2 separate regions of the Triticum aestivum genome follow, and region 2 is linked to region 1. Evidence: chromatin contacts called from public Hi-C data. All regions are on one chromosome and are shown on one strand. Each heading gives the region's core, a stretch centred on a gene start, on an enhancer-like site or on the middle of the called end of the contact. The rest is flanking DNA. Distances are from core to core; before and after follow the strand shown. Region 1 holds the start of LOC123071696 (PTI1-like tyrosine-protein kinase 1). Region 2 holds the start of LOC123071697 (SUPPRESSOR OF ABI3-5).

The links. Hi-C and Micro-C count contacts between places; a contact is called where the count stands out from the background.
Region 2: a contact with region 1 is called in a Hi-C map of leaf, with 2.1 times the contacts expected there. The contact joins the promoter of LOC123071697 here to the promoter of LOC123071696 in region 1. A contact is called at or near these places in 2 of 5 Hi-C or Micro-C datasets (both in leaf).

The regions. Positions count from the first base shown.
Region 1 is chr3B:681,696,260-681,702,357 of IWGSC CS RefSeq v2.1, forward strand. It overlaps LOC123071696 (PTI1-like tyrosine-protein kinase 1), which reads left to right and starts at 2,804. Exons shown (of 9, transcript XM_044495280.1): 1 at 2,804-2,939; 2 at 3,848-3,976; 3 at 4,122-4,372; 4 at 4,523-4,649; 5 at 4,785-5,058; 6 at 5,730-5,862; 7 at 5,973-6,059. The coding sequence starts at 3,877.
Region 2 is chr3B:682,075,837-682,081,216 of IWGSC CS RefSeq v2.1, forward strand. LOC123071697 (SUPPRESSOR OF ABI3-5) reads left to right here and starts at 2,396. Exons shown (of 17, transcript XM_044495282.1): 1 at 2,396-2,715; 2 at 3,862-3,991; 3 at 4,188-4,228; 4 at 4,419-4,604; 5 at 4,732-5,137; 6 at 5,220-5,291; 7 at 5,379-5,380. The coding sequence starts at 3,944.

The sequences.
Region 1 (6,098 bases), core at 1,554-4,053:
ATATATTTATCTTATCATACTATCTCCATCAGATCTCACTTTCGCAAGTGGTCGTGAAGGGATTGACAACCCCTTTATTGCGTTGGTTGCGAGTTCTTTGTTTGTCTGTGTAGGTGCGTGGGACTTTTGAGGAGCCTCCTATTGGATTGATACCTTGGTTCTCAAAAACCGAGAAAAATACTTACGCTACTATGCTGCATCACCCTTTTCTCTTCAAGAAAAACCAAAGCTCAAGACGTAGCATTGGTCTCAGGTGCGCGCGAGTGAGGACAAAGTGCAAGAAAGACTAGTATTGATCTGTGGGTCAGTCTAGATCCTGCTAGGAGTAACGGCCAGTAATCGGCAGGTGTGTCCGAGGCGTTACTAGTTGGTATCAGAGCCGACCCTCGTGGTTACACGAATGTTTGCGGGTCAGGTGCACGGTCATGTTGTGCATGACGTTTGTGACCAGTCGTGACACACGGCATGCCAAATGTGTTGGACTGAACGCGCAGACATGTACCAAGAAGGAATGTTCCTGTGGGCCGACGAAAACGTCAGTTCCTTTGAGTGAGGATGTATGTGATAGCCTGACTTAATGGGATGATAGACTACTCATAACAATAAAGAATTTCTCCTTTTTCGAGAGCCCATTCAGAAAGAACTTCAAAGTTAAGCGTGTTCAGCGTGGAGCAATTTTAGGATGGGTGACTGACTGAGAAGTTGGTCCAGATGCGCACGAGTGAGGACAAATTGCACAAGAAAAACTAGTATTGATCTGTGGGACCAGTCTAGGAGTAATGGCAAATAAGGAAACACATTCAATCTTGTTTTTAATACTTTTGAGTATTTAATCAACATCTAAGTGAATTTTAATTTGGTATTAGTTGTATTACCAATCATTATTGTGCAAGACCAGGCAATGACATGAAAATCATCACGATGCATGCGGGACTGAGCAGAATTGAAAAATAGCTAAATGAAAAAAAGTAAGGCGCTTATCAAAAACTTTTTTCAGACGTCTCTGTTTTCTCTTTTTTGAGGGGATTTTTTAGATGCTTGTGGGTCTCGTGGGCATCCCTGAGGGCATCTCCAGCCGTTGGCCCCCCAAGGAGCGTCAAAAAGCGCCGCCTGGGGGTGAGCCGGCGCAAAAAATGTCCCTGGGGGCGAGTCGGCCCCCAGGGCTGCCCCTAGGCGCGTATTAAAAAAAAGATGAGACGTTCGGCGAAGTTATGATAAAACTAGTTAAATTTCGGCTAAACATGGCAAATTTCGTCTAAACATGGCAAATTTCGGCGAAATTCGCCATTTTCATGACATTAATAACCTAATATAAAAAAGAAAGGGGCTGAAGTCGTCGCCGCCATCGTCTTCGTCGTCGGCCTTCTCCTCCTTGACGCGGGCGCCCCTGCTGGACCCGGCGTCGCGATGGCGGACTGGCGGCGGCGCGTCGTCGTCGTCGTCGCTGTCGCGTAGGACGACGACCCCGTCTTCATCGCGGCCGCGTCGGCGCTCTTCGAAGCGGCGCAGGGCGGCGCGCTGGCGCTCCTTCACCTTCTCCCGGCGCGCCTTCTCCATCGCAATGGAGTCCTGGCGCGCCCATTCTAGGGTCGCGTCGTCGTCGTCGAACTCCGCCTTCACCGGCGCAAGCCCCGGCTCCGTCTTCACCTGCGTCAGTCCCGTCTCCGTCTTTGGCTTGACGAAGCGCGAAGGAGCAGATGAGGACGAGGCGCGCCGGCCGCCCTCGTTGATGATGATGCCGGCGCTGCGAGTGCGCCGCCCGAGCGGCGACTCCGCCGCGGGCTCGGCCTTGACGCCAATCGCTGCTGCTGGCGGCGCTCGAAATACGCCGCCCAGGCCGCGTGGTTGTCGGCGGCGTACTGGGGGAGGGAGAGTTGGGCGTCGGTGAGGGACGTGCGCACGATCTCGACCTCCTCGGCGAAGAACTTCGGCTTCGCCACGGCGTCGGGCAACGGGGGAATGGGTACTCCCCCGGCGCTGAGCCTCCACCCCGATGGCCCGGCGCGCATGTCCGGCGGCGCCGGGATGTTCGCCTGGAACAGGAGCCAGGACTCCTGTTCGCGGAGCGAACGGCGGCCGAAGCCGTTGGCCGCCGCCTCGTCTCCGGGGAAGCGTTCTGCCATGGCGATGGCGGGGCGGGGTGGGCTCGGGAGAGGTAGAGGGAGGGGCCGGAGGGCGGCGCTCGGGAGAGGCAGGGAAAGGGAGGGGGTGGACGGTGGCGAGGGGGGACTGGTCTGGGCGCAAGCGAGTGGAGGCCGCTGGCTTTTATAGCCGGGCCGCGCCCGTGTGTACGCGTGCGAGGGAAGCGAGGCGTCGGCGCGCCGCCCCGTGAAGCGCCGCCCGTGAGGAATCAATGGCAAGGCTGACCGGCGGCAGCCTTGCCATTGATTCCCCGCGGGAACCGAGGCCGTTGGGGGAAGACGAGGCGCCGAGCCGCTGACGCGGCTGGCCCGCGTCTTTTTCGCGCCAAAACAGCTCGCCCCAGCGCCCCCGGGTGCCCCCCAGCGCACCGGGTTCGGGCTGGATCCGCCAACGCTGTTTTCTGTTCAAGCCCGCGAAAATCGGGCTCCTAAGATGTGACTGGGCCGTTTTTTCCGCGCCGGCTGGAAATGCCCTGAACCTGCAAAACCCAACCGAAAAGCCGGCACTCACCCGTAGACGCGTGAAATGCGCCCCCACTGGCATGCAGCATCCCTCCCGCTGGGGACCCACTGGCAGTGACACATCCGGCCGTTCCGTTTTCTCGCCAGCTCGAAGGTAAACACAGTAGACAAACTCCCAACACAAAAACAAAAACAAAAAGAAAAGAAGAGTTCAAAAAGGCAAGGGAAAGAGAGCGAAACGCTATAAAAACGCGACCACCGCCTCCGTCTCCGCCTCCTCCCAGCCCCCGAGACGACGAAGCCGACCAAAGTAAGCAACGCCGCCGACCCCTCCAGGTAAGGTCTCCGCGCCCCCCAAATCCCCCTCCCCGGAATCCCGCCGCCTCCCACTCCGTTCGACGGTCCCTTCCTCCTCCGCTCCGTCTCCCGGAAATGCGCGCGATCAAATCGAACCGGTGGGGGTTTTGCGGCCGCCGGCGTTTGGGGCGCGGGCGGGGATGCCGCGCGCGCGCTCTTTCTCCGCGGTTGACCGGGGTTAGGCGCGGGTTCGTGGTGGGGAAGCGATTTGTTAGGTTAGGTGTGTGGTTTTGTGGTTCTCTGCGATCATGGTTCGATGCCCTGGATCTCGGCGCTCGTAGTCGGCCAGCCACTGTCTGTCTAAGTTGGTGTGGGCTGTGTGTAGGGAGGTCGCAGATGCCGGGTTTGGTAGTGAAATTTCTAGTGTTTGGAGTTTATATGCGAGGTGATTTTTGTAGTCTGGGTTGGGAATTTCTGTCAGATGGCGCAGTTTATTTTCAGTTGAAATGGTTGCAGAAATCCCGCGCTGTAGTATGATCTATGTGATATGTATATGTGCAAATTCGTTGGTCCCGGATAGAGCAAAGTCTAGCTGATTTACGCTTTTATAATCGGTGAGATGATTTCTGGTTCTAGGTTCTTTCAGAATTTGTTTCTGACATCGAAATGCTTTGCTGCCATCGGGAACAACTTTGATGTTTCAAAATGCTGACATAAACCGCTTAAACGAACAAAAAAACTTTAAAACTGATGCTCCTTCTGAACGTAGATGGTGGTTCAAATGCTGTTGTTCTAGAATTTATGCTTCTGTTGTTTGTGAACTTCTATGGCATTTTTGGTCGGCTTCATTGGTCAGGAGATGACATCTTAGGTCTAAAGTTGAATATGCTCCTGTGTTGATCCTGTAATATGTTTCGTGATAAAATTCATGTATGTGCTTTTCATAGTAGGGGTGAAACAAGGCAAAGAGAGAGTAATGTGGCGTCGCTGCATTTGCTGTCAAGCCGCTGAGTTTGATGAGAATGAAAATGGGCATGCCAAGGCCAAGGCCAAGGCCTCAACAAATAACGCAGATGGTACATTCATCTTACCTTGATTGTATCATTTGCTTGCTAGTTTACAGTTATCATGACACTTGAACTTATAGCTCTGTTCTGGTGGTTTGTCTGACATTCACCATTCCACAGAGAATTTGATGTTATTTCCTCTGCTTTTTTCAAGGAATGAGAAAGGGTTTGAAAGATTCTGCTACTGTGAAAGCCGAGCCACAAGATTCAGCTCCCTCTATCAATATTCCTGTTCTATCTTTGGATGAATTAATAGAGAAAACTGATGATTTTGGGGCAAAGGCTTTAATAGGCGAAGGGTCTTATGGGAGAGTGTACTACGCTGTCCTTGATAATGGGACAAAAATGGCAGTGAAGAAACTTGATTCTACTGAAAATGAGCCCATATCAGAATTCTCGACTCAGGTTGGCTTACTATTGAAGATTGGAATTATTCTTCTGGTTATACAACTGACACTTCTTAATGCATGAAGTGTTCTCTAATTTTAAATATGTATATTTTTCTGAAAATGCATGAAGAGTCCATCAGCAATGATCCATACTTTCTGATGCTAGGTTTCCTTGGTTTCGAGATTGAAACATGAGAACTTCGTAGATATATTGGGATACTGTATGGAGCGTAACCTTCGCATAGTAGCCTATGAGTTTGCCACCATGGGGTCTCTGCATGATGTTCTACATGGTATGATTACGCATATCCATCATACTACACAGTTTGATACAAAATTTCCTATTCTCGTTGGGAGCTTGGAGATTGGGGTGGTACAACTATTGTGGATTATTTGTAAGCAATTACGTCTTTAACTTGTGCTAACAGGAAGAAAAGGAGTACAAGGTGCACAACCTGGTCCACCACTTAATTGGATGCAGCGAATGAAAATTGCTGTTGATGCTGCCAAAGGACTTGAATATCTGCACGAGAAGGTCCAGCCTTCTATTGTACACAGAGATGTTAGATCCAGTAACATCCTCTTATTTGAGGACTTCAAGGCCAAGATTGCAGACTTCAATCTTTCAAATCAGGCTCCAGATATGGCTGCTCGTTTGCATTCTACTCGTGTGTTGGGAACCTTCGGTTATCACGCCCCAGAGTAAGAATCCTGTACTTCCAAACTTCCAAATCCGTGATGAATTAATACTTTGGTAACTATTTTATTGCTAAAATATAGTTCTCTTTGGAGTGCGAACTTGTCTAGTCGATTCTGTAAAAGATTGATTGCATTGCTTGTTCAAAGCAGAGGTTAAAAAATGATAACAGATAAGCACATCTATCAACAACATTAGAATTTAATCATTCCCTGGCATATATTTATACATTTTTGCACTTTGCATTGATAGCAATGTGCTGTGAAACTTGTGCCGTTGTAGAATCCGTCAGCCTGTTGTTACTTCTCCTCTGTTTGGATTTTGTTTGACCAGATAAAACTGGTTTATACTCAATTACCAATCCCAAAAAGAATCAAGTTGACCAGATGGAGGCAACCAAGCTTCCTGTACTTGGTCAGAATCAGCCACAAATATTTATGTATTTTATCTGTTACTCCCTCCGTTCCATAAGTTTTGTCGTGGTTGTAGTTCAAATCTAACCAGTTCTGTGACTGGCCAGAAACCTGTAAACTCCACCTGCAGTAAACACTAATACTGGGGGGTACTCGTTACATAAAACCTTTCTTGAAGTGATACAATTGTCTACAGAATTCTGATATTACAGAATACTGTATTTGTGTATAACTAATGTTTTGTAATGATATGAACTTTCTAGGTATGCAATGACTGGTCAGCTGACCCAGAAAAGTGATGTGTATAGTTTTGGGGTTGTTCTCTTGGAACTTCTGACAGGAAGAAAGCCTGTGGACCATACAGCGCCTCGAGGGCAGCAGAGCCTGGTTACATGGGTAATGCTCACATCATAGTTACTTATTTCTCATAATAACACGACACATCCCCATCCTTCACTGCGGACTTTGTTAACCAGTTCTCTGAGCATATAGCTTCTGTTGTGCAGGCTACACCAAGATTGACCGAAGACAAGGTGAAGGGTTGCATAGATCCCCGGTTGGAGGGTGAATATCCGCCAAAGGGACTTGCAAAGGTCTCCCTACTCCTCTTGTCGCTTGCCCCCTCTTTTGTG
Region 2 (5,380 bases), core at 1,146-3,645, 380 kb after region 1:
TCTTGCGATTCCATCACCGTGTATGAGTAATTCGGTAAGGCAATGAGCTGAGGCAATGCCTTGCAGTCATATGTGTTTGTGCAAGAGATCGTTGGAATGACGTTGCATATTTGACGTTATATGTATGTGTCCAATCATGACGTAGTTGTCTTTTGTCTTCTTCTCGTTCTAAGGCCCTACAAGTACCCAAGATCTCGTAGATCGATCAAGGATGAGGCAAGAAGCGAGGACACGTGGAACGCTATTCTGAACAGCGGCGAGAGAACAGATTTGTACGGGGAAGAAAGCAACTCCCATGGGATAAATGCGGTGCAGTTATTAAATGCACAATCTCTTGTCTGGAATAATTCTTAATTGCCGAGGTAAACCCACGCGACAGTAAGGGCCATCAGTTGGACAACAGACTCTTGATGCAGGTCGTGACCGGTCAAGACGTACTTCAAACACATCCCCCACTATCATCGCGTAGCAAGCACATCGTAACGGTTGTATTCAAGAGCTATGTTTATTATCAAGAAGGGATCCCACACAGAAGTATAAGATTGCAAGAGTAAGACCTCGTACACATGTCAATTTCAATATTATTATTTACTTTCAAAAAGGTTGTTACATGTTTGGTTAAAATTGTAATTTAATTCGATAACAATAACTTGTTTGACTCATTAGTGCACATCCTTTCATGGGTTCGACAACCTATGATCACTCCGTGGGGAAAGGTACAAAGACCTGCTATCCAAAGCGGATCACAAAGGGCATCACCGATCGACCAACGCAATGTCCTAATCGGTGGGCATCTGAGTCGTCTAATCCAGTCCTCCCGCAACCACTGGATTCCCCCTCTCTCGAACCGTTTCTTTCTTCATGCAGCCACCACACTCTCAACCCCTCCACAACCCATTTATGCGTCGCCTTCCACTTGTAGCACCCCCACCGCGTGAGTTCGCCGCACCATGTCGTTCGCTCGCAACATCCCAGACGTTGCGCTCGTAATACCCACCGCCGACAAGCTCGTGACAGTTTGTTGACTCGGTTGCAGCATGTCGTTCCGTCCATCTCCTCCTCCCAGCGCCCATCACAACATCGACCAACCATGGTCGTAGCGTACCCCGATGCCAATTCCAGCAAATAGTGGTCGAGGTCGTAGCATCACCAACGGGCCGGTTCCAGCATGCCGCGATCGCAGTCGCAACACCTCTCGATTATGGTCCCAACACGTGTGTGACACAGTCGCAGTAACCTTGATGATCGGGTCCAACATGTGACGACACACCGCAACTGATTCTAATACACACGGCTCACATCACCACATATTGCCGACCCCCAACAAAAGTAGGCGTAGGTCCCAGCAAAAGTTGCCATTGGTCGCGACACCACCAATTGTTGATCCTAGCAAAATCAGTTTACCGGTCCCCTGCGAATCAATCACCAGCCGCAGCAAAAACCTTCGTTGGTCGCAGCAGCAGAGGTCGTAGCTCGCCGACTTGTGGTTTCCATCTAGCCAGCACAAAGCATCCCGCTTGCTGCAATGCTGCCGACCCTTGCAGCTCGCGCGACGGGTGGCTCGAGGCGAGCGACGGTGCATGCTACAACATTGCCCCCCCATGCAACGCAGGTGGTGGCATCTCTCGTCAATGGAAAGGGAAGGAAAGGAGGAGCTAGAGGTCACTTTGTGGGAGTGCTTTGGCCACACGCTACACCGAGGACTAAGGAGGTGCCTGTGGCTAAAGCGCACCACCGATTTAAGGAGCACAATACGGATAGTCTTGGAGTTTTGGGGCGGGATAGATAAGAGAGGTGTATTTGGATCAGGGAGCAGTAGAAAAAGAACGATGTGTGGCCACAAACTCGCTGGAGAAGAAGATAAGGTGGGGATGAGCCAAGATATATGCGGGACCTACTGCCGCGTGGGGACGTCTTGTGTGATCTGCCTTTTTGATTTTTTTGGCTTGTTTCCTTTTTGTAATGTGCTTATTAATATGTCGAACTTTGATCTTTCTTCTAATGGTGTCTTGTTCAGGGAAATAAAAGACTTTTGCTAGTCTGAATTTTAGTTTTTTTCATATTGTTCATTGTCCGAGGGTTTGTAATAAGGTTGCGGACGCTCTTGCGCTATATGGGTTGAAGATGGAGCTTGTACCCCAAGCCGTATGGCCGGGTCTTGCCCCTACCTTTGTCCGGTCTTTTGTTGCTAGCGAGGTCGCTAGACACGTTAATTAATGGACTGAAATATTTCAATCTAAAAAAAAGTTTAATTTCGAGGAGCCGTATAAATTATAAGTTTAAAACCGACTTCCACGTTGCTTTAAGAAAAATGGAAAAACGGCTTCCACGAAAAAGAAAGCAAAAGAGAAATCGCGGTCGAGTCGGTCTGCCAGCGCACGAGACCGCGACGCCAACCCGAACCACTTGTCCCGAACCGCGTCTCCTCCTTCGCCCGCTCTCTACACATCTCTTTCCCCCGAGACTAGGGTTCCGGCCCCGCCACTCCCGCCGCCGGCGCCGCCACCCCCTCCCCTCTTCAAGCCATACCGTCCTCTTCATCTCCTCCGCCAGGTCCCGTGGCCCACCTTCGCCGCGGCTCTCTACCACGACTCCGGCCGCGGTCCACCACGACTTCTGGCGGCTGCTCCCGCCAGCTCGCGCACGATCTCGCGCGCGGCTCCCGGTCCGCACGCGCGAGACGCAAGAGCTCGCTTCCGCCTACCTGTTCGCAAGGTATTTTCTAATCAAATACTGCAGTATTTGTTGTACAATCGACTCGTATATGCTGTTGATTGGGGAAGTATATGGTGTTGACTGGAGAAATATATACCGTACACGGGTGCTCAGATCAGATGTTTCCGGTGAGCAATTTGTGTTTGCGCATGGTGTTCCGATTTTGCTGTGATGTATGGTGTGACAGTGAGTAATCTGTAGTTATTTAAGCCATGGCAGCGAGAAAATTATCTTTGATTTTAGCATTTTGCTTAAGAAAAGACCGGCAAAGCAAATACCCTTGTTCTGATCTAATATGGCAGTCAAACCATGCACTAGGACAGAAAATCTAATGCATAGACTTATTAAATTTTTCTCATCAACAGTTAGTTTTTCAGCTATATTGGTATATCCAGTATCTAGTATCTGAAGGCAAATGGTTGATGCTCTAAATTTTTCTCATCAACAGTTAGTTTTTCAGCACTTTCATGTCAGGAAACCAGTTGGATTGGCATATTAGGAAACTGCACATGCAAAAACAGTACGATGGACTTATTTATTGAAGCCTATGGATTAGGATTCTTCTACTTGTATGCTTTAAAGGGTTTATCTGTGATATTAGGTCAGAACACAGGGAGTTAAAACTGATCTGATATCTGTGGTCTGTTTTGCTATTTGTGTTTCTAATTAATTTGAAGAATGGTATTTTATCATTCCTCTATTAGTGTCCCATGGGAAAAACCATAAGCTAGCGGGTGCAATTATTTCTTATAAACTAATTCCCTCCCTCCCTGGTAAGTTCATCTAAGAGGAGCGGAGCATGCCATTGTTTTACTCATGCTGCATTTTGTATTTTTCTCCTCCTATGCATTGGCCCTATTCGGAATGTAGGAACCCATCCGAATTCTGGACAAATTGTTCTGTTCTATGCACAGTTCCTGCATTCCAGACATGTCTCTGGTATAATTACCACAAAATGTTGTGCCACAATATGATAAGAAGTAAGTTGAGGAATGGGCATATCTAGCAGCAACAAATGCTCATGGATTTATTAACACTTGAATTTCAGATGATTTATTTCTGTTCCATGCAGAAGTTCCAGTGTGATGTAGTGATATGATGGATATGATGCTTAACTTTATGGTGTCATGTTTTTTTTTCTTACAGAATACACCAAAAAATATCTACGCCCCAAAATTTGGAAGATCACCAAGAATTAACAGGATAACACGAGTGCTGAATTCTGGAAATGGATCGTGGGCGATATGCTCCACAGCATGGATGGGAGAACAACAGTGTAATTGCAGCCTTTTTCTTTATTAACTACCAAGGATGCTGAAGATAGCAGATCTAGTGGCATGTGATTGCCTTCCGTGTAACAAGCGTTATGTTGTAAATAAATTCAAGAAGCGGCCGTTGCTTAAATGGAATGGATTTACCTGCCTGTTCTGTAGACTTTGCTGCTGACTCAACTTACTCTGTTGAATCTACAGGCACCTGATGGGTATGTCACCATTAATGAGCCAGACTTTAGGTGAGTCAAGTATTTCCTGTTAAAATATGCATATAAACACCAAGTGCTTTTAATCTATACTTAAGATTGGTACCCTTTATTCTTAAATTAGATGTAATGTTTGTCCATTTATATTTGACATGCATTTTCGCTTTAAAGTGCTTTGTTATATTACCATATTCCTACTGCTGAGCGCTAACTCAATTTGCAGGGCTGGTGAATCCTACATTGGTAGGAGATATGTGGATGAAGGCTTTCCTAGTGATCGAAGGGGTGGATTTGGTCCAGATATACATGATAGAAATATGTATCCACCACCACCCTCTGCTGGCACCATGTGGTCTCAGCCTCGAAGAAATTTCGATGACGAATTTGCAACTACAAAAGATTACAGAAGGTACACTTTTGATTTTTGCAATGGGAATATCATGAATTTGATTCCTATAGAGGGGTTGAAAGACTGATAATTATCGTGTTAGTGAGAATGACTGTTAATTTGGTTGTTGTGATTTTTCTGTTCATAGGAACAAAAGGATTGGAAGTAGAGATCGTGGGGAGTTCGGTGCCGAGTTTGAAGACCGCTACCAAGGCGGAGAGGATAACTATGAGAGAGATCATCAATACGGACGCTACAGCTGTGATTCGGACTATGAGAGGAGCAGGAGAGATAGTAGTCGGAGAAGAATTGACTCGTTTGAGCATGAACGTGAAAGAAAAGGGTTAAGTCATGAAAGAGATGAAAGCCCATATGTCCGCCATAGCCGTTCTCGGTCACGTGGGCGTGATAACCGATCAAGATCTCGGTCAAGGTCATGGTCTCCACGTGGCAAAAGTCGTAATTGGGGTCAAAGGGATGGCTTCTATGATGATACTCGCTTTGAGAGAAGAGGAGAACAGGACTGGGATGAAAGAAGGCATGATGATTTGGTGGTGAGGACCGAGGACTGAGGACATACTTATATTTTTCTTTCTTGTTTTAACATACTAATTACATTTGCATTATTACTTGCAGGCGCCATCTGCGACTGTTGTTCTCAAGGGTCTGTCCCAGAAGACCAATGAAGATGACCTATATCAGATTCTTGTACAAGTTCCTCGTCATAAACTGTTAAAAGTGGTTGGAAGTGTATTGTCTCATTCATTTTAATCATTTGGGTCTGGTCTCTTTTAGGC